2 separate regions of the Mus musculus genome follow, and region 2 is linked to region 1. The links are chromatin contacts, called in public Hi-C maps. All regions are on one chromosome and are shown on one strand. The core of a region is the stretch at or near the end of the contact, and the rest is flanking DNA. Distances in the headings are between cores, read along the strand shown. Region 1 has its middle 24 kb from the start of Gm31568. Region 2 has its middle 97 kb from the start of Gm24006.

Evidence for each region. A called contact is a pair of places that touch in the nucleus more often than the background predicts.
Region 2: a Hi-C map of tail fibroblasts shows a contact between it and region 1, with 3 times the contacts expected there. A contact is called at or near these places in 8 of 484 Hi-C or Micro-C datasets (the C2C12 cell line, ECoMG-derived neutrophils, Th1 cells and 5 more) and 5 of 130 datasets of targeted methods (CD8 T cells, bone marrow-derived dendritic cells, bone marrow-derived macrophages and 2 more).

The regions. Positions count from the first base shown.
Region 1 is chr19:35,124,233-35,130,755 of GRCm38.p6, forward strand. No RefSeq gene overlaps it. Among named protein-coding and RNA genes, the nearest start is that of Gm31568, 24 kb to the right of the region's middle.
Region 2 is chr19:35,297,237-35,303,759 of GRCm38.p6, forward strand. No RefSeq gene overlaps it. Among named protein-coding and RNA genes, the nearest start is that of Gm24006, 97 kb to the left of the region's middle.

The DNA.
Region 1 (6,523 bases), core at 1,194-3,693:
ACACTGCATTTCTTCTGCGAGCTCTTTCCAGAGTGTTACTGTGTTATAATCTACATAATTTAACTTTTCTGTGCCTTTCTGCTCTATTTTAAGCTCCTTACAGGAAAGGATGGTGTGTCTAGTGCTCTACTGCATTCCTAGTACCCAGTATAGAACATAGCACATTAGAGTTCAGTAACTCTCTCTCTCTCTCTCTCTCTCTCTCTCTCTCTCTCTCTCTGTGTGTGTGTGTGTGTGTGTGTGTGTGTGTACATGCACTTCCTGTGTATGTCTTTGGATAGGCAAGGGTGATGTTGAGTGTCTTTCTTGAATATTTTCTCTCTTACTTTAAAAAATATTTATTTGTGTTTTTAATTATACGTGTGTACGGGCATGCACATGTGCGTGCAGGTGCCAATGAGGCCGGAGACCTGCTGGAGTCTTTAGTTGCAGTTTATTTGTACTGTGTGGGTGCTTAGAATCCAAATCCAGACTTCTATGAGAGCAGTTCCTCACTCTTGAGGTCTCAGCCATCTGTCTATCCCCCTCTATCTGTCTTTTGAGACAAGGTCTATCATTGAGCCTGAAGCTTGCCTCTTTGAATACATTGGCATGCCTGGAAAGCTCTTGGGATCTTCCAGCCTCCACCTCCCCAGTGTTGGGATTTCAGACGAATACGCAGTAGCTTGAGTGTAGTGCATCTGAGCTCAGGTGCTGATGACTGCGCCAAGCACCTTGATGACAGAGCAATCTTCCAAGCTTAGCTTGTTGTATGAACGAATGAACCCATTCTGTTTCAGAGATGCCAGATGTGTTTTCTTTTTTTTAATTACTACACAATTGAAAATCAGTTGGGAGAGGATTAGAATGTGTTGTGGGTTATTTCCTATGTGGAAAAGTGCAGGTTGTGATTTCCTTTAAATGCTAACATTTGGGGGTGAATTTGCTTCAGTTTATCGACCGTGTTCTTTTAGTCTAAGCTGACGTTTTTTGCAACCATCGACAGCGTTCAATAAATGCAGTAGACTTGACTATGAATCTATGTAGCTAGCTATGTAGATGTGTAAAGATGACATGCTAACTAACCTGTAAAGTCCTCTTTTGTTCATCCACGGAATGGGGATGGTCAAGAGAATAAATTAGATAGTACACATACAGTTTTGAGCACAGAGTCAAGGAACACTGTAGACATCCAGTAAGTCTTAGCAGTTATTGTCAGTATTACTAATGTCTTCATTTCTAAAGTTGCTTCCAATTTTCTGATACTAATTTTCCTCAATGGCCACTAGGTGGCAATACGGTTAGTTGAAAATACACCGTGAGGGCTTTTCTTTCTACCAGTAAAAAAATCTGTGATGACAGGTAATTTCAAGCACTTTGTCTTAAGCTGCGACTTAATGGCTAAGAGGTTTGCATTATTTTGTATTGAAAAATGCTGGAACAGATCCTATTTGGTTCAGCTATATTTCCATTAAGTTCCCTCCTCCTTTTGCTCTTCCTCTAAATGGGAAAATATTGCTGAGTGTTCTGGATGGCACCGTTAACTCTACAGCCACACGAGCCACCCAAAGCTTGCAAAACACTGGGAAGGATGTCAGTTCTGTATCTCCAGTCTACTGTACTGAAGGGATCACCAGGCCAAACTCCACAGTGACTCAGAGGCAAGGCCATTGGACTGCCTTAGATGGAAGCTAAAGACAATTAGATAGTTCTCAGTGTGAAATGGATAAATTCATAAAGAGCCCGGTGCACCAACAGGAAACTGTTCCCCACCATGCTTAGAGATGCTGCATTGAGGGAAAGAGGCTGTTGTGACATCTGTGGAATGCAATAAATAAACAACAAAATACAAATATAAATACTGTCCTTATTGACAGCGCGATAGATGTGAAAATTATGTCTTACCTTGTAGGTTATCAAGGTATTATTTCATGACTGTTATCAAAGATGTGTGAAAGATCTATTAGAAAAGAATAACTTAGCTGTTAAGGAAATTTGGAGGGGTTGAGTGTCTTAATATAGGATGAGTTGTCAAATTCACCCCATTATACTTTAACCATGGACTCTACAAAGGAAACAAACGTTTCCTGCAGATGGCTAAACTAGCTATGGTATCCACAATGTGGTATATACTCAACAAATGTTGGTTATACAATGATAAAATATCCAATAAATTATAGCAAGTAAATGGATCCTGCTGGGAGTCATTGAAAGGAATTTGCAACTAGCATACCGTGTTCTGCTCATATGAGGATCTTATCTGTGCCAAACACATGAAGATGTGAAATTCAAATAAAAATATCGAAAGAAGTAAAAGAAAAAGTCAAGTTTAAAAATAAAGCAGAGACTTCTACGAGTCAGAAATGAAACATTGGAATCTGGGGAGACTGTCTGCCTTCCTTCGTGGGAGTAAAGATGGGTCCTGCTCCTATGACAACCGAAGTAAACAGAACCCTGTGAAGTGCAGCTTTGGGCCCTGGCCTGCTGCTCGCCCTTAACCCCGATCTTTTCCAGAATGAGTAAGAAGCCTACTACAGTCGACATGCATAGCTGTTTTCCTCCTAAGTGCAGGGAATTGCGTTTCATTTTCTTTATTTTACAAAGCATATTGAAAAGGGAACTAACTATTACTCACGGAAATGATTCAGATAGGGCAAGCTCCCAGACACTATGAGAAAAAAAAAATAATCCCCAAATCTAGGCTAGAAATAAGTTAAAAATAACCAAGAGCTGTGGGAGACACTTGCCGCTGTTGGTGTCTGACCTATGAAACAAAACCGAAACCACGAGTTTGCTTGAGGTGCGTGGAATCAAAGTGACGGGAACCAATTACCTGGTTAAGGGTTTTATAAAGTTTTGAAAGTTCTTCTCTAAACAGTCAGACAACAAATGTTTTAGGTTTTGTGAGCCATATAGCCCTTCTTCAAACTATAGTGACAAAGCAGCCATAGCTCTGCCTCTGTAGAAATAAACCATGTCCCTTTGTCTTAGTGAAATCTTACCCCCTCAACGAGATTCATAGAATGAGCTGTAGTCTACTAGTTCTGTCCTGTAAGTCGGCTTTTCCCATGATGAGGATAGATGATGCCAGCTTTCCTACATTCTTGAGCTGGGGCTCTTTTCCCAGTAAACAGACACCGTGATTAGCCTTTTATAAGCCTCTATGCTGGCCAACTTTATGAAGAATACTTCTTTTCCTTAGATATATCAGCTCCTCGAATTAGTCTGGAGCCAGGTGCTGTGGGCTTTGTCGAGTTTCTATTTTCTTAAGGTGACTCTGCATATCTCTGTTTCAGTTCAGTGAGAGTTTATTACCCTGACTACATTAATTTCCCAGTAACGTGCTGGCATGTAGCCCCTTACTTCCAAGTTTTCTAGAGATTTTTTTCCATTTTAGATTGTATGCCATTCCTCATGTTGTGGTTCAAGCAAAGCAGTGTAGCAATTGGTGTTTGAGTTGCTTATCTTTCCCAGTTAATAATTCCAGGTAAATTGGTCAGGCAAACGTTATATGCCCCAGTACAGGGGAATGCCAGGGCCAAAAAATGGGAATGGGTGGGTAGGGGAGTGGGGGGGGGACTTTTGGGATAGCATTGGAAATGTAATTGAAGAAAATACGTAATAAAAAAAATAAAAAAAATAAAACACTAACAGCAACATAAAAAAAAAATAACTCCAGGTAAATAATTTCTACTTTTTAGTGGAGTGGAGCCTTACTTGCATGCATCTGTAATACAGATATACCTTCAACTGACTGCAACTTTAAAACAAATTCACATTTAAAACCTGCCCCCCCCCCAAACCAGCCCCCAGGAACTGGTTCAGTTTCTGCTCTGACTGGTGGCTGACTGAGTCTTGTATGACATCGTTACCTCATCCCTTTTCTGTGGGAGCGATCATTTCCTGACTCAAAGAATATGGTGGTTGAATTTAGTGACCGGCATCTGAATGTGGGAACAAGTCTGAGCCCAACTGAGTCATGATATGAATTTCAACAAGCTCTCTACATGATTCATCATTGTTCAAGTTTGAAAGTACTTTCTCTGGCATGTATTGTTCCTTAATACTATTTTTTTTAATGTCAATTAGAAAATAGAGTCTCCTCTGGGTGGCAGAATGAGTCAAAGGAGAGAAGTCTGAGATGCCCGGAGTAATTTCTCCCATATTCTTGTGTCATTGGTGAGGGCAGGGGAGTATCTGGTTACTGATCAGTGTGGTCACTTACAAATCTTGTCAATCCATTGAACTAGGATATTGAGAAAAGCAGAAAATTCTAGCTCACTGGCAAACTGAATTTTCCAAGATCTTTTACATTTCTTTTCCTTGGCTATGGGATTCTTTCTCCTATTGCCTTTTAAAAGAAAATATTGATAATCTGATATGAGTCTTCCCTGTTCTTATCAGAAGAAACTGCAGCGTGACCTCTAATGAGCAAATATACGCCCAGGTCTGATCCTTATGCAGTGGTCCAATGTGATCATAGAGAACCAGCTTCCCCCATGTGGCTCCAAGTAGACCCTGGGGACAGAGGTCAATGTTCTTTGTGAGCAAAGATTTAGAGCTATAGAGTGGTCTAGTGATCATAGAGACTGAAGATAGATTTGATTCTCATCTTGTCAGATCAAGCAAGCATGTATTCCCTCGAGTGACCGAGTTTTCGCCAAAGACTGATAATGTAAAACAAAATTAGTTGCTATGTTTTTAGGATGGGGAACCAAGAATTTTAACGATACATTTCTAAAAATCTCCCTAGATCCCTGGATCTCCCAGCCAGATTTGAAAAGAGGAAATAAAGTCTATGTCCCCCAGTTTCCTCAGGTATGAAACGGAGCCCAAAACAAGTTCTTCAAATGGCGGCTGGTAACCCATAAATTCACAAGTGCAAAGTGCTTTCTCAGGGCAGGAGATGTCTAGAGACACAGTGACAGCAGTATCCGTTGCAATGACTTGTTAGTGATGCTACCAAGAGAGATGCTGCAAGTTTTCAGAGAAAGAAAGAGAAGTTATTGGGAGCAGGGACAAGTGATAGAGTGCACTGCCCATAGAGCTGCTGCTGTTGACTGCCGCTAAGGATCACTGTAGCATATGCTGTCCATTCACTCGGATTATCCGCCCCAACCCCCTAGAAAGCTGAATTTCTCTGGAGGAATACAGTGTCCATACAATTCTGTATTTTGCCTTTATTTCATGTTGTCTGTCTTGGCTCGAGAAGTTACAGGAGTCAGAGTTTGGGTTTTCCCTTTCTCAAAGGAACTCTTTTTCCTGTCACATATAGTTTTGATTACAAGAAAATGTCCTAGCAAATACTGATGGATTGTTTGTTCCCGTTTGTTTACAGACTGGCAGTGTGAGGAGCTGATGCCTCCCAAAGGACACAGCACCGGAGTGGGATTACGGACATCTCTCCATCACTCTCATCATCTGTTCATGCCCTTATAGTTTTTTATACCATCTAAACACAGATACACACATACACAGAGACACACACACACAGAGGCACACACACACACACAGACACATGCACAGACACACAGACACACGCAGATACACACACACACACACACACACACACTCACACACACACAGAGAGAGAGAGAGAGAGAGAGAGAGAGAGACCTAAGCTCTTTCTGATCACCGAGATTACACACACCTCATTCTACTGAAGGCATCAGGGGCTAATTCGTGCAGAAGGTAACTTTGAAGTTCTCTTTTTTATTTTAGAATTTGTTTCCTAAAACCTGGTCAGGTCAGAAAAAAAAAAAAAAGCCAAGTCACTTTTTTTTCTTTTCTTTTCTTTTCTTTCTTTCTTTCTTTCTTTCTTTCTTTCTTTCTTTCTTTCTTTCTTTCTTTCTTTCTTTTGTATTGGGTATTTTATTTATTTTTATATTTTATATATTTTTAAATTTTTTATTGGATATTTTCTTTATTTATATTTCAAATGTTATACCCTTTTCTGGTCCCCCCCTCCCACAATCCCCTATCCCATCCCCCCCCCCCCTGATTCTATTAAGGTGTTCTCTCACCCTCCCACCCACTTCTGCCTCCCTGCCCTTGCATTTCCCTACACTGGGGCATCGAGCCTTAACAGGACCAAGGGCCTTTTCTCCCATTGATACAATTCACAGACACTATGAAGCTCAAGAAGAAGGAAGACCAAAGTGTGAGTGCTTCCATCCTTCTTAGAAGGAGGAACAAAATATTTATGGGAGCAATATGGAGACAAAGTGTGGAGCAGAGACTGAAGGAAAGGCCATCCAGAGACTGCTACACCTGGGAATCCATCCCATATACAGTCTCCAAGTTACTTCTAAGTTGCATCTTTGTCTCCCTGTTTTCAAAGGAGGCAGGAAACTTTGTAGGAGAAAATAAAATGGGCAGGTTGAAGGTGCCCTTTCTAGGGTATTTTTAAGAAAAGTGAATTAAACCTCATTCAAGATATCTCTTCAAAGGCAACTTTTGGTGGTAGGAAACATAGCATGTTAGTTTCTTCTATTGTTCCTCCATTGTACCTGTGATTTCTGGAAGGGCAGTTGGGGGTAGGTTC
Region 2 (6,523 bases), core at 1,190-3,689, 170 kb after region 1:
TTTTAAAAAAACTAAATTTGCTTTTAGTAAAGCAGTATAGATGCTTATCACTCTTGTAAAATACAGCATATTCAAATCATTTTCATGTTTTATGGAATACTTTTCACAGAGCCAATATACTATTGTAATAGTCCTTAAGAAGTTAATAGCACTTCAGCTACAGAGGCTGCATAGATTCATCAACTCTCTGAATAAAGAGTTATATCTAAATTATATTTTCAATAAACTAAGATGATGTCTTAATTTTAAACTTATAATTAATGTTTTTGTCTGCTGTACAAACACACAGCAAGGTTTTTGTTTTGTTTTAACCTTTTGTTTCTAGAGTTAATATTTAGAAGCATTGGATCCTAAGCATTTTATAAGGTAGGCCTAACTGAGATTAAGATATTGAGAAGACAGCTTGTTAAGGGGTAGAAAAAAGATACAGGTGATACATAGCAATCTTGTAAATTAATACAAAAGCAAACTATGTTATAAATTAGGCCTGGCAAGAATAATAAGTAATAGGATTTGCAACAACATATTAACAAATAAAAATGACCACAAGTACATTAGCCAGTAATTTTTTGGACTTCTAGAACAAATTGAGTTTTAGGCTAGGGTTTGTCTTGGTGGCTAACATAAGAGCTAGTAGTTAGGGATGTATTTTAGGTTAGGAATATGTGATGATTAATGAGGATTTTTTTTTTCTCATTGGACACTGGCTGAGTGTCCTCTCATATGTCTCAGAAAGTCTCAGAAGTACAGGGCAGTAAAAGATGTGGGTGACAAAACTCTTATGCAAGCCACTGGAATTCTTCAGCTCAGGATGGGGTGAACCATGATGCATTTCCTTGTTAAACTGTACCTATTGTAAGACTAGACAACCTCGACTCCCCTGTAAAAAGCCTGGTCATGTAGTTACTCAGAGTGTGTCACAAGGAACATTTGTCTATTATTATTATTTTTGAGTCCATGGGAACATTACTGGAATATGTCTTTAATGACATTACTGCTTCTGGTATACCTCTCTTCAAGCCAATTATCTCAGAGACTAATACAACAAAAGACAGATAAAACAGTTGTATTAATTCTGTGTGCTCTTAGATCACAAAAGGTTGAACCAACAGAGATTCTTCTCAAGGGTGCCCAGTATAGTATAGACTTGCAATGTTTTACATCTGCACAAAACACAACAGAGATCTCACAAGAAATTTACTGAGATTGTAAGCATGCAGTGTTCTAAGATTCTTGTTTTTTATTCCATAACAGAGACAGCGTCCGAGTGGCTATCTGAGCCTCAGAGGGGAGAAATGATTTACTCCCAAATGTAGTTGTTTCACGAACGGTACTCAGCTGAGAAAAGACAAATCCAAGTGGCTTTCAAGCTCCAAACATGGAGACAAACAGAAAATCCAAAGCATGCTAAGCAGTGTTCTACAGAAAACAAGCAGTGCTAACACTCCACAAAAACGTCGTCTGAACTTTCAGGTCATGCAATCAAACAACCATTCAGCCAGTGGCTCAGTGGAGCTTTTAAACTGACAGGCTGTTTAAATGAAGCCCCATCACAAATTGGTGCCAAGAGTACAAAACAAACCAAGGTTCAGAGTGTGGGTTTACCAGTAACTCTCTAAATCATAAAACTAAACACTAGCATGCTTTGCACAAAACGTACAAGACAGAGATCTAAAATCCCCTTTCCTTTACTAGTTCATCAATATATTTTTATAGACAGTCAATACCAAAGGACCAGGCAACCAGGAAAAACAGCCAGTGGCTCATAACTCCCCTCACTCCAACCACAGGAATCAGTGAGTCACAGGCTTCTCTTATGGTTGTCTTTGGTCCAGTTCCCAAGTGCTGACATTCATTACAGCTGCTCCAGAGTTACCTCTCTACTTGAACAGATGGAGACCAAAGTTGATGAAGAATATTGTATTGATTCTCAGTTTGGCCAGACTAGGGAGAATACAATGCTTAGTTTCCTCTCTACTTTCTCTGTAGTCGCTACAATTTTGTAGAAAACGTGAAGCAAAATCCAGGAAATACGCACGTGTTGATTTAATGCGTTAGCTAAGTGCTTTGCCTGCCTGGTGCCAAGTGCGTTGCCAGTACGCCGATTAAAGAGACAAGTAATGGTTAGAAGCAGAGAAAGGGTATTTCTTTAATGTGTCACATTAGAAATAAGAACAAATCAAAAAGTGCAATGGCTCCAATTCCATCTTTGGGATACTATAGGTTTAACAAAAAGGTGAGGCAGAAGCAAATTGCCTGCAAAATCAAGCTGTCCTGGTTTGGCTGATCATGATCTCATCTGGGTTCTGGAGGGTGGTCTGAAGAAGGCCTTCCTGAGACAGGCAAACATAGGTATAGCCAGGCAACCTGGGAAACCTCTCACTCGAGTGGACTAAGAGCCGTATTCTTCCCAGTGAGTCAACACTTAACCTCCACCCCTCCTGTGGGTAACTTGAGTCAGGCACATCCTGCTAGGAGCAGAAATGCTAGATAATATTGGTGTTAGGTACAGGAACAGTAATGGGCCTAACTGAATGAACGGTCATTCTCTGAATGACCCATCAAAGAAAAACCCTTATTTTCTATCTCATGAGTATGTATGATTGTGCATATATTTAAGCAAACAGAATATACACACAGATTATCTAAAGTTATATGGCTATCCTCCTGTCAGTCATGGCAACAATACATCTAATTCATTTCCGCAGGGATGGAGCCCCTCACTCTGTCTATTTTTCTAAATAAGAGTCTCTAAAAGGGACTTGGAGCTCTTGCACCGTCTCCCATTCAGTCCCTTCACTTGCTGTCTTGCTACTATGTTTTTCTCGTGTGAATCAAACATGTCCCTGAAAACTGCTAGTATTCCCTAGTTCAATTCTTTGATTAAGTCTCCAGGAACCCAGAGCCTTCACTAGTTGGGGAAACTATTGGAAACCTATTTGCAGTGCTTGTTTGAGAAGAATGATCTGTTCCCTAAAAAAATTATTCCTTCTGCTCCAGGGACATCTTCACCCTCATGGCTGACTGTTCTCATCTGAGATTTTCTTACCCTGAGAATGCTGCTGTTCTGGGAATCCACAGCAACTCAAGGGCAAAGGTTAAGGACCGTGACCTACTTACCTCTATATCTTTGGCCAAAGTAAGAAGCCGAATAAAAACGAAAGCAGAAATATCAGAGCTTTATCATACTTTTTAGTTACTTTGTGGGCCCAAGTGAGAAGTCAATTTTTTTTAAGCAAAAGTTGCTTGTACATGTGTGTTTTAAAACATTTGCTTATTGGGATAAGACACAAATCACAGAAAAGACTAGCTGTGGAGTATAGTCCTCACACTCAACAGAGACACATTTTATGAGATTTCCAAAAGCAAAGTATGTGGGGGGAAGTCAACTCTGTTATATATATATTTTAAATATCACCTTAGGAATTTTTTGGGGGTACTATCTATCAAATCCCAACCACGAAAGTCATTTTGGAACAATTTGCATTTTCCCTGTTTTGAGTAAAATCCAGTACATCATGCATCCAATGACATTTTAAGAGTTTCAAATGTGTAAATGGCTGTCATGACATCAATCATGTAAATGGAGGCCACTATCCTGAAAGATGGATGACTCAGAGTAAATAGCTAGAAGAGATTAAAACACGTTTTCCCTCTACTTGTACCCCTTACATAAATTGACTCAACCTCATCCAAACTCCAAATACTTAGCCAAACTATGAGGTTTCTCTTGTGTCTCTAACTGAAGAATGTTCTAAACTTGAGGAACAGCCAACCAAACCAAGAATGTCTGAGAGAGTATTCCTTATCTGGCCCTAATAACCCCAGGTAGGAGTTTTCGATTTGCATTGCCTCAGTTTGCACACTTGTGAAATGAGAGTTGTACTTCTCATATGCTTCATGCGTAGGTTCCAGCAGCTGAACTGGGTCATTGCACTCTATGCTGCTGGCAGTATGCATTATAAATATGTTCCTGATAATTGAAAGTGTTACTATAGCAAGCAGCACAGCAGAGAACTTGCAAGGCAGGGAGCAGGGCTGTTCATTCCTCAGCTCCTTTGTCCCTAAGGGAAGTAGTAGAAAGAAAGCAGACATGTGGATAGTGGATACTTTCATCTGAGCCAGGATGTCCTACACACCAGACAGAGCCACTGTGTTCTTCAGACTTATCAGAAACTACCTTCTGTCATATAAGAAAGTGATATGGGCAAGTAGGTCAGTTTCATTTCTCTATGCTTCTCTATTGCTGTTTCTTTCTTTTATATACATACATATATAATTATTATGTATTTTCCTCAATTACATTTCCAATGCTATCCCAAAAGTCCCCAACTTCCCTACCCACCCATTCCCATTTTTTTGCCCTGGCGTTCCCCTGTACTGGGGCATATAAAGTTTGCAAGTCCAATGGGCCTCTCTTTCCAGTGATGGCCATCTAGGCCGTCTTTTGATACATATGCAGCTAGGGTCAAGAGCTCCGGGGTACTGGTTAGTTCATAATGTTGCACCTACAGGGTTGCAGATCTCTTTAGCTCCTTGGATACTTTCTCTAGCTCCTCCACTGGGGGCCCTGTGATCCATCTAATAGCTGACTGTGAGCATCCACTTATGTGTTTGCTAGGCCCTGGCCTAGTCTCACAAGAGACAGCTATATCAGGGTCCTTGCAGCAAATGCTAGTGTATGCAATGGTGTCATCTTTTGGAGGCTAATTATGGGATGGATCCCTGGATATGGCAGTCTCTAGATGGTCCATCCTTTTATCTCAGCTTCAAACTTTGTCTCTGACCTGGAGGGCATCATCCTGAGTGAGGTAACACAATCACAAAAGAACTCAAATGATAGGTACTCACTGATAAGTGGATATTAGCCCAGAAACTTAATATAGCGAGATATAAGATACAATTTGCTAAACACATAAAACTGAAGAAGAACGAAGACCAAAGTGTGGACACTTTGCCCCTTCTTAGAATTGGAAACAATTTGTTGCTCTTTCTTAATCCCCACCCTGATGAAGTCAAAGAGGATGTGGCTGTTTCATCTGTGGCCAACAGTCTGAGGAAGGAAATGGGTCTCTAACAATCACACCAAAAGACTGAATGTTTTCAGCGAGCTTTCAATTCTGTCTATATACCAATAAGCAATATTTCCAGATATGACCACAAGCCCGATTGCTCAGACAAAAGTCACTTTTGGGAGCTTTTTATGAAAGTGATACACACCTTTTCCTGTATGTTTTTCTATGGTGGGTGGTAAGTTGAGGGACAGTGTAGAAAAAACCCCCATATTCCTACTCTTTCCAGTTCCTGGCTTTTCTATCAATAATGTTCAATTGCTTTAAAGATTGAAATGATTCCATTTGGCATACTGTGTCCTAAAACTCTTGTCATAGAAATGTACCCTCATTAAACCCACATAATTGTAGCCAGTTTGAAATTCAACCCGTTGGTTAAGAAATATGTTACAACCATGAATTCCATCACTGGCACCCTGAAACCATCATGTGAGAAGCATCACAAAATAATCTGTCAGGGACATGCCAGAGTTCCCAGGAGGTGCAGTTCTGGGAACTCAAGGGATGCATGAAATAAAAGGCCACAGAATCATGGTGTGAATGTGTATACATTTGTGAGCAGAGAGAGACTTGTGTGGGAGTGGTGGTTTCTAGCATTGAATTTAGAGGATGTGACAAATTCCACATAAGAACATTTACTGCTCCAGCCATTTAAAGTGTACACTTGAGTAGAATTCAGTACATTCATTCACAGAATTTTTAAAACTGTTATCACCTTCTGTTTCCAGAACTTTTTCATCATTCTGAGCGGAGAACCATTAACCATAGCAGCTTGTTTTCCCCTCTTTCCCTCAGTTCCTGGTACATTTTATTTTCAGCCTCCCAGAAGTTTCCTATTCTAGGAACCTCATAAGACTAGTATCACGCAGTGTTTGTCCTTTTGTGTCTGGCTTCTTGCACATAGCATGATGCTTCCAAGGAACATTCACAATGAAGGAGGTGTCAGCATGCTGTTCCTCGTTCTATGTCTGAATAATATCACATTGCATGTGTGAGCTGCACTTCATGCAGGCCTTCATTTGTTGATGGCCACTTCATTGTTCACTTTCCTTTTGGTTCTTGTGAACAGTGGTGGATGTGTAAGAAGAAAGCCTTGCTTTCCATTATGTTCGTCATATACTAGAAGTGGAGCTGCTGGTTCTTATTTAATTCTGTATTTAACTTTTTAGGGATCACAAAAAACTGTATTCCATAATGTCTATGCTATTTTGTACTTCTAAAGACACTGTATAAGATTTCCATTTTCCTTATATTTTCATTAATTCTCAATACTTTTGATTTTCTAAAATTAACCACCCTAGTTGCATCAAGCAATATCTTCTGGTGCTGTGGTTGTTTTAATAGAGGGAAGCAAGGCATGAGGAATAACACCTGTGATGGAAATGTTACTGTTGATTATAGTTGGGAAGCTGAAAATTCTGTATCATAGTTCCGATGCACTTTTAGGAGCA